Regions from separate parts of the Drosophila melanogaster genome. Here region 1 is linked to region 2. The links are chromatin contacts, called in public Hi-C maps. All regions are on one chromosome and are shown on one strand. Each heading gives the region's core, a stretch centred on a gene start, on an enhancer-like site or on the middle of the called end of the contact. The rest is flanking DNA. Distances are from core to core; before and after follow the strand shown. Region 1 holds the start of Lim1 (LIM homeobox 1). Region 2 holds the start of Vsx1 (Visual system homeobox 1).

Region 1 (7,270 bases), core at 2,625-5,124, 3.2 Mb before region 2:
GGTATAATATCTCATATTGGAAAACAATCACTTATAAACTATATTTTTCACAATAATTTGTTAAATATTTTTTGATTTTTTTTGCAATTTGCACATACCCCACCGCTGAGAAGAGTTATTTTTCCGCAACAAACAAGCCAAAGTGACAACGAACAGCAGATTTTGACTTGCATTTTTTGTCAGTGTTGCAAACAGTGTTGCAAACACACACACACACACATACTGGCATAAATGTGCACTAGGGCGTGGCACCCAACGACCGCCCACTTGGAACGGCGATTTACTTTAGCACAGCGTTCGCCTTTGGGTTTGATTTTAGGTTTACTACATTCCATATCTTTTTTTTTTTTGTTTTTGCCATGCGATTTTCTTTGTTCTAGTCGGTGATTTGCGGAAAATGTGGGAGTGGGTGGCTTTTCGATGGTTTTCGAACGCTTGTGCATATCAATCGCAATGCGATCGACCTTTTTCTCTGTCAGTATTTTTTAGGAGACACACTCTAAAAAATATAACATAACATTACATGTACTCCCGTATTTTAATACTTAACCTTAATTTATTGCTGGTTTTTGGCTTTTTTTCCATATTTTTTAGAGAGCATCACTATGCTCATTCTTTTTTTTTGATTCGCCCCTCGTTTTCTCCTCATGCCGCTCCCCTCCTTGTAAATCCTCTTTCTTTTCGTGACATGGCGACGTCCGTTTGCTGTTTGTTCAGTTCGTGACTGGTCGCATTTAGGGGGCGGAATGGGAGGGGCAAGTGGGCGTGGCGGGGCAACCACTTGACTCCCAAAACTTGGGAGCCGCGTTCTTCGTTGTTGTCAGAATCCAAATCATTTTTCGCAATAAATAAATAGTAATTTAAGGTTAGGAGGAATCAAAATTATCATAAAGCTTAGAATGCACAGATATCGAAGATATATTCAAAAACAAAGTATTTAACAATATTTTCACAAATTTTGTAAAATTTGTAATTTTTTTTTTTTTTTTCAGCCACTATTCTCTTGACCGCAGCTGTACACCCCGGCCCCCAAAAATATCGCCTGCCAAAAGTTTATGGCGCGTCGCGAAGTTCGTCGCGCTTTTCTTGCCTTTCATGATTTTCTTGCTTTTATTGTTGATTTTGTTGTGGCCATCGACCTGCCACCCCCACTGCCGCCCCATTTAGGTGGGCGGTGCTGTTTCTGCAGTGTGGGCGTGGCAGTTAGCTGCGGCTTATCACGGCCTGTCCAACATTTTCTTACCGCTACTTGTTTGTTTTCGGTCGAGTAGTCGTTTTTTTTTTGCAATCCCCTCACCAAAAGTCCGAATATTTTGGTACCTGGCCAGATTTAAAATATTTATTTTTCCTTTAAAACCGACATCTAAAGTAATATCTAAAGTAATAGTGACTGTGGCTTGGATTTGAACAATTATTCGTTAAATGGGGTTCATTTGATTTCAGAAAGAGTATTCAAGAACATTGTTTTAAAACTGTTGTGCTCCTGCTTGTTTTTCGTTGCTACTGCGATTTTTTGATAACTGACATTTGTTGGCAAAGGTGGAAGGAAGGAGGTGGGTTAAGTGGAGATGAGGACAGGACGCCAAGTGAAGCTAGAGGGGATGCAAAAAGGAAGCAGAGGAACCTGAGCAGTTACAGAAGCCAAAGGTAAAGGTAATGTTAAGGCAAAGCCAAAGGTAACGAGCGCGGCTGAATGAGATGACAGATTAGGGATCACAATGTGCTGTGGGTGGATCCCCAGCTTGGCTCTTATCCTCTATTCCTTATACCCAAGACATTCTCCTTTTCCTTGTGTTCTTTTGGGGTCTTGAATGTAAATAACTTGTTGCTTGCCAAAAAGTGTATTATAAATATCTTATTCCTCGAGAGTAGTTATGTAAGTGTTTTTGCTTCAATATCCTTTTTATTCCATTCCTATTATGTCCTCATCCCTTTTGCTCTTACTAAATTTGGGGCAAAGCAGTTTTCAAGGCCGTCAAAGATCAACTGATTTCGATAACTTTTCGATAGCGCAGAACAAGTGAAAAGTGACACGCACACGCAAAAACAAAAAGCAAGCACTTCACAGCTTAACACCCTAATGTGCAATATTTTTGACTACCCCACATCCACGCACACAGCAAACGGCGCTCTTTAACCCACCACAGCCCCCTTATTTTGTGTCGAACATCTTCTTCTTCCTATCGAAGTGTGAGTGAGAGGGAAGACCGTAAGGAGTGAATGAGAGCGGGAGCCTCCTCCCCGACCTTTATAATGCGTTCTCTTTTACTCTCACTTATTTTATGCATTTTTTTTATTTTATCCAGTTTTGTCTTTTCTTGTTGTTTGTTTAGATCTTTGGCATTTTTGCAATTTGAATCCTATATTATTTCTTATGGTTTTTATTGGTTTTTGTATTGGTTTATTTTTACGATAAGTGTCTTGCTATAGATTTATCTAAATCGAAAGCTTATTAAAATTGCATTTGTTAAAGAAAAAGAAAAAGATATAATATTTTGCACAATTTTAAATGTTTTTTTCTACTAATTTTTTGTTACTTGCAATTTATCTAACACTTTTTCTTTGCTTTTTTTTCTTCGCCTCCGTTTTTTTTTCTTGCTGTCTCCAGTGCGTTAAAACGCCAAAGGGGCGTCCCTCTCCAGCTAACGCCCCCACCACCCCCCGCCACTAGTGCTCTCCCTTTCGCACTGCTAACGACAAGTGACAAACACAAGTTGCAGAAGAGGCAGCCGAACAAAAACAACAACTAAAAATAAAAAAGAAGGAAAGAAAAAAGTTTTTGCGACCAACAGTTGACAGTCGAAAAGCATTTGACATTTTACCTTGGCACGCACACAAGCACCGCCAAGTGCGAAAGGGACAAAACGCGGGCAAATGTCACTTTGAAAAATGCCATTGGCCCGGCCAGCGAGTGTGAGCGAGAGGGCGCGACGGCCGGAGAGCGTGAGAGCGAGAGAGCGCCATTTTGCGCATCTCTCAATGAAGCAACAATAAAAAAACCAGTTGCTTAGCAACGCCCCCTCTAACCGCAAAAAAGAGAGCTGGAGAGCAGGAGAGCCAGTGTTGCAACAACAATGGGCAAAATGGAAGGGCAACAACAGCAACAAAAACCAAAAATATCCTTACAGGAACAACGCCAGCACCAATCTTGAGAAAAGGATCAAAAGCCCAAGATCAACAGAAGAATGTGTGTAGAATTTAAAAAAAAAGTGAATTTTTGGATTTTTAAAATCTTATGAATCTAACAAGCATCTAGTAAGGCTAACTAAATATTTAGTTATCATGCTAAATATATCAAAATTTTCAAAGAACTTATATTGTGTATTATCGAACAATCACCTAAATTAAATCCTAAAAAAGGAAAAAAAATTAAGATTTCTTGATATTTTTTTCCAATTGTTATGAAATTGTATATCCTTTTCCAAAATATTTTTAATAATAATCTAGATATGCATACCAAATATTCTAGTCATATTTTTTCCATTTTTTTAGAAAACGTTTTGAAAAACAATTTTTTTATTTAAGAATAATATGATTTCTTCATGCCCAACACGAGAGAGCCAGGAGAAGCGACGGAAGCGAGAGCGAGAGAGCCTGCGACTCCATTGCAGCGCCGCCAGCAGCGCAGTCGGCGTCGCAGCAGCCCCAGCTCAACATTCGCTGCATCTCGCTCTGGCGCAGGCGAAATATGCGAGCACTGCTTGCCGCATTCGGTAGCACGAGTGCGAGCGATGCGCCTGCTAGCATCTCGCTCGCACCCAGGCGCGCCATTCGTCGCCGCTTCGGCTCGCCGTTCGTGTGTGTGCGTGTGCGCTCGGCTGGCAGCTATCGGTAATCGGGCCGTCCGCTTTGCCGTCGCGTTTGCCGTTTTCCGTTTTCAGTTTTTGTTTGACGTTCGCGTGAAGCGCCCGCAAAACGCAAAGCGCACGAGGCAACGCTCGAAAAAGGAGCCAACGCAGCCGTTTACCGTTAGTCAGCTGTTTACCGTTCCGCCGCGAGATCGAAAACCGAGAATTTTTGCCGTTGTTCAAATTTTTTTGCAAGTGAGAATCTTGAACAACAAGAAGAATATACAACACATAAATACAACAAAACCAAGGAATCGCCGAAAAGCCGATAGTGCAAAGTGTTTAAAAAGAAAAGAATCAATTTCATATACAACAACTAAAGAAATACTGGAATATAAGGCATAATAGAAGCGGAGGAAGTTTCTTCAACTCAAAGAGGAGCGGAATTTCGCGCTTTGTTTTTGTTTTGCCAAATTTGCCGCCGGCACACACGTGCTATCCCCCTCTTGCTCGCACCTTGCCACCCAGTCTTTATGTGCGTTAACCGTTAAGTGTGCAGTTGGGGCCCGCTCCTATCTTTCTCTCCCTCTCTCTCTCGCTTCCGCACCCGCACACACACACATATATCCACACCCACGCGCGCCTCGTTCACATACGCACACACACGCGGGACTTAACCCATTGACGGCCCCCCCAAAAAAGCAGTCACTCTTAACCCCCCCGAAAAAAAGAAAAACTCCATCCCCCCGGCATCAAGATATTCGACAACAAAATTCTCACCGAGGCCTCAAAAGCGCCCCTGAGGGCCGTCGCACTGGCGTCATATCTGGGCGACGGGTTCGCCGCCCTCGGTAGCCGCGCCCCCCCGCCCAAGGACCATCTGATGGCGTTCGGGGCGGTACTACACACCAGCCAGCACAATATCGGTAAGTGATCGTTTTGGGGAATTTAGGCATTAAGCGGTTAAGGGTCCAGGAAAACATAGAAAATCTGGGGGGTTTGCAGTGAGAATCCCAAACAGGCAAGTTCTTAAGGTTAGTCACATATAGGATACTGCAATCGAAATCATTTCATCCAAGAATCAGCACTAAATCTTTGAGTTGTGCTTGTAGTTCTATAGAATAATATCATTGGGAAGTCAAGGATGAAACATTTTACAGATCGAAAATAGAAGTTGTTTACATCTAATCTAGATTAAGTAATATTCATGATGTCCTCTATCGAAATAGAATGAAAACACCTGTTTGTAGGCTTCGTATAATATTTAAATTGTTTATAAAATCTGTAGACGAGTGATCAATGACACCAATGACACATTTCAAAAATACTTTTAAAAGATGGCAAAGAAGTGAATTTTCGAAAAATGTACTGACAAAAAAGTGGAATCTATTAAAAATGGCTTGATCGCTATGCCGACGGGATGTGGTCTTAGATTTTCAACTGGTGGTAGAAAGACATAAGAAAAGTAGGGTCGAGTGCGGTCGAAAGTCCTTAAAAGGAAGTCAACCCCTTGAAGGATCGGCGAAATGCGATCCCTAGGATGGTGGGTTAATACAATACCGCTTGCCCGCAATGGGTTAAGATGGCCAAGGAGTTTTTAATGGCGACGGCTGGGCAGCAGCAAAGTTTTTGCACTTTTGAACTTGCTTCCCGTTTTTAGGGGACCGCCGGCGAGGAGGAGAGGGGCGTCTAATGCCCCGTCGTCCATCTGCCGTCTCTTTTTCGCATTACCATTTTGTATGCTTTTGAAGTTCTTGTTCATCTGTTTTTGTTTCGGTTTTGTTTTTCCTCCTCTTGTTTTCCCGTTCGTTTTTGGACTGAAAAACTTTTGCGCAGTTGTCAAAGTTTTTCAGCTTCTTCTTCTGCCGTTCTTCCTCTACCCCATCTCATTTTTTTTGGCTTTTGTTTTATTTCATTTGCTCTCTGTCAAATTTTCACTTTTGCTGACTGTTTAATGTCAGGAACAAAAAAAAAAAAAAAAAAAAAAAATAGTAAAAAGGGAGCAAAAAGTTCAGAAATGAAGGCTCCCCTCTAGTTTTGTATTTTGTGATTAGTTGGTGAGGAATATTTCGTTTATATGTATGTATGTAGCTCCCCATCAATTTGAATAACTATAAAAAACATTTATAAACTACAAAATTAAGGATCTGCAGAGATTTAGAGACCGAACACTCTTTTCGAGTATATTTTGGATTCTTATCAAAAGAAATGAAATGAGAAATGATTTAAGTACATATTAGTAAAAATGTAGTAAGGTATTTTATACCACAAAAAATTTTTCAAAAATATTCTAAAATCCTCAATAGCTTCGTTTTCGAACCAGTGAGGTTCGATGGAAATTGCAACTGCAAATTCTCCATTTAACTTGTTGACATTGGACATACAGCGGCCGACACCTTACTTCCCCCATAAATTGGCTAGAGAACTGTTGGGGTTTTTGGGCTTGGGGCCTGCAGCTCCGGGGGCGGTTCAAGTCAAAAGCTGTCGACATTTGACTGGAAAATGGATGTTCAGGAAGCCGTAGACCCGCACAGTGGGCCACCTTACGACGGCGGACTGATGCCAAGTGGAGTCGTAAAGCTGCCAAGCTTTCTTCTTCCTGCTTCTACTGTTTCTCGGTTGGATTTTTTTGTTTTTGTTTTATTTCTCGCTCATAGACATACCCATTAGCTAATGACTAAGTGTTGGCAGTTATGAACTTAACTTGCATTTAGTTGGGGAAAACTACAAAGTAAAGTACCACTGAATATAACTCGGCTTAATGAAGATAACTTTTCCGCGCAGTAGCTGTATCTTTTTTCGAAAGTTCGTAAAGTAATTTGGAATCAGGAAAGATATCCAATTTTTTATGGTATAGTTAAGGTTTTGAAATGAGATGGAAAAAATGTATTGGAAATACTTAAGATAGGATACCAATTTAGGTCGTTGAATCTTTGGTAATGTGTTTATTCTTAAGGAATTTAGTTTTCAAAACTTCAATAGAATAGGGTAACCCCTCGTCGTTCAATTACCAATATCATCGGCCATTTCTCTGGTCGACTGCTCATTTTTCTTCGCATATATCTTGGTGGCAGCATCTTTTCAATTTTTATGTTGCTGCTAGCGAACACGGCAGCAACATGCAGCAACAGCAACGTGCAGCAACAGCAACGTGCAACAGCAGCAACGTGCAACAGCAGCAGCAGCAGCAACAAAAGCTCAGACCGGCAACGCCTTCGACAAAAGTTTGCGCTGCTGTTCATCAACATTTATGACTGGCCACAAAGGAAGATCATTACGATCCCGAAGATTACGATTATGGGGTGTAGTAGGCTCATGCATACATATGTATATACTCGAATGTATGCAGGCAGGATGGGATCGTGGGGTCTGTGGCTCCTCTGTTTCTGTGCAACATTATTTCCGTGGAAGCTTTTGTCCAAGGAAATGTGATTTTTCTAGCCGTTTTTAGACCTGCGCTGTTGGACATTTACGACGACAGC
Region 2 (7,107 bases), core at 3,257-5,756:
ACTTGCATTTCGGTTGCACTTCGCTGGAAATAACATTTTGGGAAAAAAAACCTGTCTCCGCACCATTCCCTATCTATCCCTAAAATTCGAAAACCACGCGTATCATCCAACCATATTTGTTTTCGTTTCGTTTCGTTGAAACCCAAACTTGAAGTTTTCTAATTAAAAAATTATTAGAAAAATAATAGCTGCTCTTTTCGTTTTCGTTCTTGTTCTTGTTACCATTCTCGGTTTCCATTCCTTTCCCTATAGCATTATTTTTTCGACCTACTCATTGTCACATAATTAACACTTGATATAGCAATTTGTGTACAATTTTTTATAGAATTTTTCCCGCAGTTTTCCTCTCCACCTCGGTGCGAAAAACTATCGTATTTCCTTTGCGGCAGGGGCAGGAAATGTGCAAGGATTTGTCTCGGAAGTGCGTCCTTGCTGGGCACAATAATATCGCAAAAATATCTGAGACACATCATCGTACCCCTCGAAAATTGTGTTTCTGAAGAGCGAAGATTCTTATCGTGCTGCCATTTTTTGAGGTTTTATTTTCCGGTGGGTTTTGGGTTCTTTATTCCGTTTCTTTTGTGGTAATTATTATTATTTTTTTTGGCTTTCAAAATTGGTGCGATTAATTTTCAGTCGGCAAGGACACGCGCGACAAAGGACCTTCTGTGTGCAATATATATTTCTAGTTCGGAGTTCATATAGAGGATTAAACAATACTTGAGCAAAGTGTAAACAGCAAAGTAAATGAAATATGGTTCTCAAGCTCTGGCAATCATTAAATTACTCAAGTTAATTTCTTAATCTCTCAATCAATGGAAACTGTGGCAAAACACTTTCCCAAAGTCGTTCATCCGCTGTAAAAAATGTTTTTTTTTTCTCCTAAGGGAAACACAATTAGGGGAACCAATTTGTCTGCAATTATTTGTCATTAAGACAAAATGCAGGGAAAAATTGCCCATGACTAAGGTGGCAAGACAACAATGGGCGAGAAAAAGGGGCGCTGCTGACAACCAAATGGCTCACCAGACGACTCAGCCAAATGTGTGAGGAAAAAATGAAGATACAAGATGGTACAAGACAAACACAAGGCAGATATCAACGATAGAAAGAAAAGGTAAAGAAAAATAGTTCGCCAGCTATGCGAACAAAAGGACACAACATACGCCAAGGATCTCTCGGGTAAATATTTATTAGAACCAGAAAGCCAAGGTGAGAAAGAGAGCTCCTCAATGGCCACTCAAATTAAGGCTAACAACGTGCAAGTAGCAATTTTGCCAGACAAAAAAAAAAAAAAGAAGAAAAATAAAGGAAAGGAAAGAAAACGCGGAGAGGAGTGGAAAATTGAAAGGATGCTGCACACACCTCCACACACACACACACACTCACTCCTACATTTTTCCAATGTTACAGCTGCGGTTAACCACTCGAGTCGATTTATTTTGTACACAATTTGCCTCCGAAACTAACGCCTCGTGTCCTGCGGATCCTGCACCCAGGATCCAGCTAGTATCCAGTGGCCGTGGTAAAAGGACACGGCATTTGTTGCCTTTTTTACCGCTCGCAAGGAGCCTCGGGGTCTCAACTTCTGCTGTTGTGCAAACAAAGTGCGAACGGACCTTCGGCAAATAGACCACGATGGGCATGACTAACGAGAACAAGTCGCTAAGGATGTGCCGCCAGGATGCAGGCGAAATAAAAACGATGTACTTGTACTCGAGCACATCGAGGACTTTGACTTTGCGGCGCATAAAATGATTTTCATTGAATTGAATTGGTCATGAACTAGATGAACTATGATTATAATATTAAATTGTTTCACGTGCAGCAATAAAAACAAAAAAAAAAAACACCACAATTCTGCAGGCTTGCAAACTAGCAATTAAATTGATCTTTAATATACGCTGCAGACTTTTCGCTCAGTGCATAGGTAGAACTAGAAGTAGAGCCAGATAAAGACCACTTTAAAGTGGCTGCCAGCAGCTCCCGGAAAGGTCAACAATGACGGAATGACAATGACGGAATGACTGAATGTCTGAATGACAAACGAAGAAACCGAACCGAGGAACCACACAAAGGGAGCGGAATGACAAATAAACAGATGTAAAGTGTGAAAATTTAACAAATTAAGTGCGTGTAACTCTCGGTTACAATTGCGTTTGCGATGTGTGCGTGTGTGTTGGTGTTGATGTTGGTGTGTGTGTTGGTGTGTTCTCGTGGAAAATGTGTGAAAAGTGTGCGGAAAGGAGATGGGCAATTCAGGCGAAAATTGTGCGGGGGCGTGGCTGTTAGGTTGGAAAACTGAGCGCATTAGATGATACGAAATGTATGAGAATGCTTAAGTTGCAATAATATCAATAATCCGAATATTATACTATCGCAAATCATGTAAAAGATATATAATTTGTCAAAATATATACATTTCCAACTGGTACGTATTAGATTAACCTGATATTAAATTTCCATTACCGAATTCTCCGGAGCTTTAATCTCATGCAATGAAGCTCCAGTGGCTATCGTATTTTAATGGATGCTCGTGCCAACTGGAGTTTGCTAATTTCACTGAAAATTATGCGCTTAATTAGCGATACACACACACTCACACACACACAAATACACACACACACACAGAGGCACCGAAATCGTGGCTCGAGTGAAGTGTGTGTGAGATTTCACACTTTGCTGACAGGACGGCTGCTGCTCACAAAGCGCTTCTGCCACGCCCCCCCTGTTCTATTGCTCCCTCATTCTTTAGCGTACACTGGGAGAAACGATTAGTTTGTTTGCTATGAAAATCACAGGGTTCCCTGTGGAATTTTTAGATCTTTAGTTGCATGCTCCACAAATAATATTTCTTATTTTCGATTAAATTATAAGTAAATAGCGTAGAATTCTATTTACGAACGAAAGAATCGTAAAAATTTCAGTATTTAACCAGCTTAAAAGTGCTTAATCTTCAAACTTCTGCGCTCAATATTCCATTGCTGTTACATTTTTTTTTCGAGTGCACGAGTGTTATTAATAAGCTCGGACCCCCGTCACCTCCCCTCGGCCGGCGTACTCCTTCTTTGTCCTGTGCTTAATCGTGTCGCATCATTGTTTTAACTCCGATGAGGACGCAACTCGATTGCCAACCCCTTTGAGCTTATTAGTTGCGCCTACGGGTGGGCAAAAGGACGCAGGACGTGAGATTCGGGGCACGGAGTGCGGAGTGCGAAGTTCGGAGCTTGGTATGCAGGAGACAGATGCGGTTGCCACTTGGCTGCACCCGTACAGCAGATGCAACAGAGTGTTCCACGCCGGCATACACAGCTCCTTGCTCCCCGCACTTCCCCGCAATTAGCCAACTAAGTTGGCCGCTGTTCCCCATTTGAGTTTGAATTTGAATATGAATTTGATGTAACCGACTGGCAAATTGCAAGTGGAATACGTTTGCTGCTAGATAATCGCTTGCAGCAAAGGGAATTCAGTTGAATTTGGTCAACTGAAAACCCATTGAAGATTGAAGTAGAACTTAGTGAAACATATAGAAACATATACGACGAATCCTCTTGGAATATATATTGAATAAGACCACTTTTGCCACTAATTCTCATACATTGAGCCCATTGAAGTGAACGGATATGCTAGCTATAGTAATTGGCCAGTCAATCGGTGGAATGCCACTCACCTGCAAACTGAGCGCCGAAGTGCTGCTGGAAGTGGCCCCGAAACTCGTGGGGCGTGCTGAATCCGGGCGGCAGGAATCCCCGGAGATAGGCGGCCGCCGCCAAGGTGGTCATGTGGTGGTGATGGGCTGCAGCCGCGTTGCCCGGATCCGCTGCAGCGGCATAGCCGGCGGCGGCATAGAAGTTGGCCGGATTGAAGACGGGCAATTGGCAGTGGGCGGCAGCCGCTGCCGCCGCCGCTGCAGCGGCCGAGAGTCTGGAGACATCCGGCGATATGGATCGGGATTCGCGGAGGCTATCAATCGCCTGCTGTTGTTGCTGCTGCAGCTGTTGCTGTTGTTGCTGCTGCTGCTGTTGCTGCTGCTGTTGCTGCTGTACGGCGGATAGCGAGCCATTAGCGGGCGTATTCGCTGTGGGCGGCGGCGTGGCGGCCGGCGAGGGTGGCGCCTCGGAGGGCGTGGCACTGGCAGTGGCCTGCTGCTGATAGGCGCCCAGTCCCAGGATCTCCTGAATGGCAAACGGCGTACGCATCTTGGTGGCCTGCATTTTTGCCGACGGTACTTCGATTATTGGTGGTACACTGTATGCGAAACCCCTTTGTTGGGTTGTCAGTTTGCAGTTTGTTTTCGAAAAAACGATTGGAGTTCCCAAGTTTCTATTTATTGCACACTCTCATGGCAGCTGCGGCAAGCACACGCACACGTACACGTTACACAGGAAAAAAAGTTCACTCACGCACTTGTGTGGGTTGCAATTGTGGATTTGCTTTTATTGTTTTTATCTAATTGTGTATTTTTGAGCGCTGGAGCGTTCGGTGCGGCGTTCGAAAACGAACTGAAATTGAAAAGCGAATTGCACGCCAGCAAAAGCGTCGCTTTGAACGTCGCTGCCGGCGTCGACTGTGCTGCCGGCGTCGCTGCTCGCTCCCACACAGACAGGCGGTCGGGCACAAACAACTTGCAGCGCCATCTTTGCGAGCGTAAACGGGATGGCACGAGCGACAGCGCTGCAGTCGTCTCGCTCACGCGCCAGCGAACTTCCAATGCAGAGGGGTTATCGTCCAACCCTCTCGCTCACGCCCTTGCAATTCGTATGGTGCGCTCTCATTCTCGCCTGGAAGTCCTTCACACGTACACTGTACACACTGTGCGTGTGAGCGCTGCTGGTGTGCGTGTTAATTACACGGGATTTCATTTCACACCGAGTTTTTCGGCTCTTCGATTTCAGTTTGTTTTGCGACGCCAATGATGCTATATGTCCTTATCTATATAATTATATATGTATATATATATGTATCTATTTCTACATCTGTGTGAGTGTGAGCGAGTGCGATTGGAATTATCATTCTACGATTTTCTTGTTTTTTGTTTAGTTCATAAATAAACACGAATAAAGGCGAAGATTAGAATTATTGCCACAATTACACAAACAATTATATGGGATGATCACTACTAACACGTATAAAGATTTTCTACCAAATAGTTCCCGCCAAAATTATGGGGCTCACAAAATGTTAGTAAAGCTCAGAAACTGATAACTAGTTTTACTTTTTTATAGGATTAAATCTTTTTTATAGCATTATAGAATAGCTTATTAAAATGATCTCACATGGTGATGTAAATTTTGTTTCGTCGACTTGATTAAGTCGTTCTTGAACTACATCTAAATTGTAAATTTTTTTTTATTTGATTAAATTTGATTAAATTTAAAACTATTTTTGATATGCATGTAACACGTTAAGAATTCGGTTGGCCTGCAAATCGAATTGGAGTCTCTCCGAAAAGAGTCTTTGTTCTCTTAAACTTTTCACGCTTTTCCCGCTCTCGCTCTCCCATTCGATTTTCTCTCTGCATGTAAAGTTTTTCCTGGAAGTTTTAAGTCCCCTGCGCTTTTCCGCTTCCGCTTTCCACGTTTTTCCCCAAATTACGAGCATTGTTCAGGCCAAAGTTGGTCATGTTAATTAAGCTTCGCTCGCCACGTCTCTTTTCTTCTGGCCATACCCGTCTCTCTCTTATCGATTAGCTGCGACAGCCGCCTACTCTCTATCCCCATCCTCTGCCCGCCACTCTCGCGCCAGATTGCACTTGCAAACATTAATTAGTCGCATTGCATAACAATTGCATAATCAATATGCCATTTCAATTAACTGCTTGGTTAGCAATTAGTCAGCCCACAAGGCCAACCGATCGCCCAATCCACTTTTTCGCTGGTTTTTTGGTCCTGTCAGCCGGATATTTTAAGTAATTAGCACTCAGTAACTAAAACTACACAGTGAAAATCGTGTGGGTGTATGACTTAGAGTGGTTGTGTTAGTTGTTTTAAGCCATAGTTAGATTGAAATGTAATTGGTAATTAAATATTAAATGGTTACTTCATATGCGTACTCTTATATTACATATAATATTATAATAATGTTCATAGCCAAAAGTTGTGGAAATCTCGAGTCGGATTTAAATGTATATCATCGTAATTACGTATTTATTGGACTATTGATTTACCATATTCAATTCACCTTACATGTGTAAACCAATGTAAAATGAGTCTTTAATCATCCAACCATTTACCATCGCCATTAATAAAAACCCATTAAAACTGACAATTTTGATAGCATCTGAATGACATTTTTCGCTTTAATCTTCGCATTTGCCGTCTCAAGTGGCATTGTAAATAAAAAAATATAACAAAAAAAAAATATACATGAAACAAATCCAATTGAACGATGGAAAGTGCGTAATTAAGGGAAATACAAACATCAAGAATACGAATATGTTTTTATCATTTACAATATAAGTGACTTTCTTTCAAATGCACCACACAAATGTGTAAGTAAAGCCTTTAAACACCATTTTATTAGTTTACACGCGTAAACGTAATCCTGATGCGCAAACAATTGAATCCTTTGGGATGAAAGGGTCCAACATTATTTGTTTGGAGCCCAACCAACACCCCCCCCCTCCCGTAATTGGTTCGCAGCCATCCTCACATGACTTGCCAGTGAAACAGAAGTGGTCAGGACACAAAAGTTCGATAAAAGGAGTTTCCGTTTCGCATTGTCCTCGAGGACCTCGAGCATTATTTCATATTTATAATGTAATCTGCACTTGAGCCTCAAAGAGACGGCGCATAAATCACGAATACAAATGGAGGCGGGCCTGGCGTCTATTCTGTGGATATATATATATATATATTTATATATACATATATTTTTCAGATTCCATATGCAGAACGTCCACTTCATGGGCTAAAAGCCTTTGTATGCGGCTCTTTATTTCACATTTTTTCAGCGCCGCCTTTTTTTGTTTGATGTTCGACGGCCACTCGAGATGCATTTGGAATAAGTCGTTTTCATATATATATATATTCCTATATTCGTTTGGTGTGGGCGCAGCAGTTGCTTGAGTCCCGGCTTTTTTTTTTTTTTTACCTATTGTTGAATGCA

Evidence for each region. Hi-C and Micro-C count contacts between places; a contact is called where the count stands out from the background.
Region 1: a contact with region 2 is called in a Hi-C map of the Kc167 cell line, with 2.1 times the contacts expected there. The contact joins the promoter of Lim1 here to the promoter of Vsx1 in region 2. A contact is called at or near these places in 5 of 107 Hi-C or Micro-C datasets (the Kc167 cell line, embryo, eye imaginal disc and 2 more).

Annotation. Positions count from the first base shown.
Region 1 is chrX:8,802,408-8,809,677 of dm6, reverse strand. Lim1 (LIM homeobox 1) reads left to right here and starts at 3,874. Exons shown (of 7, transcript NM_132277.3): 1 at 3,874-4,714. The coding sequence starts at 4,672.
Region 2 is chrX:5,591,654-5,598,760 of dm6, reverse strand. Vsx1 (Visual system homeobox 1) reads right to left here and starts at 4,506. Exons shown (of 3, transcript NM_001297969.1): 1 at 3,671-4,506. The coding sequence starts at 4,214.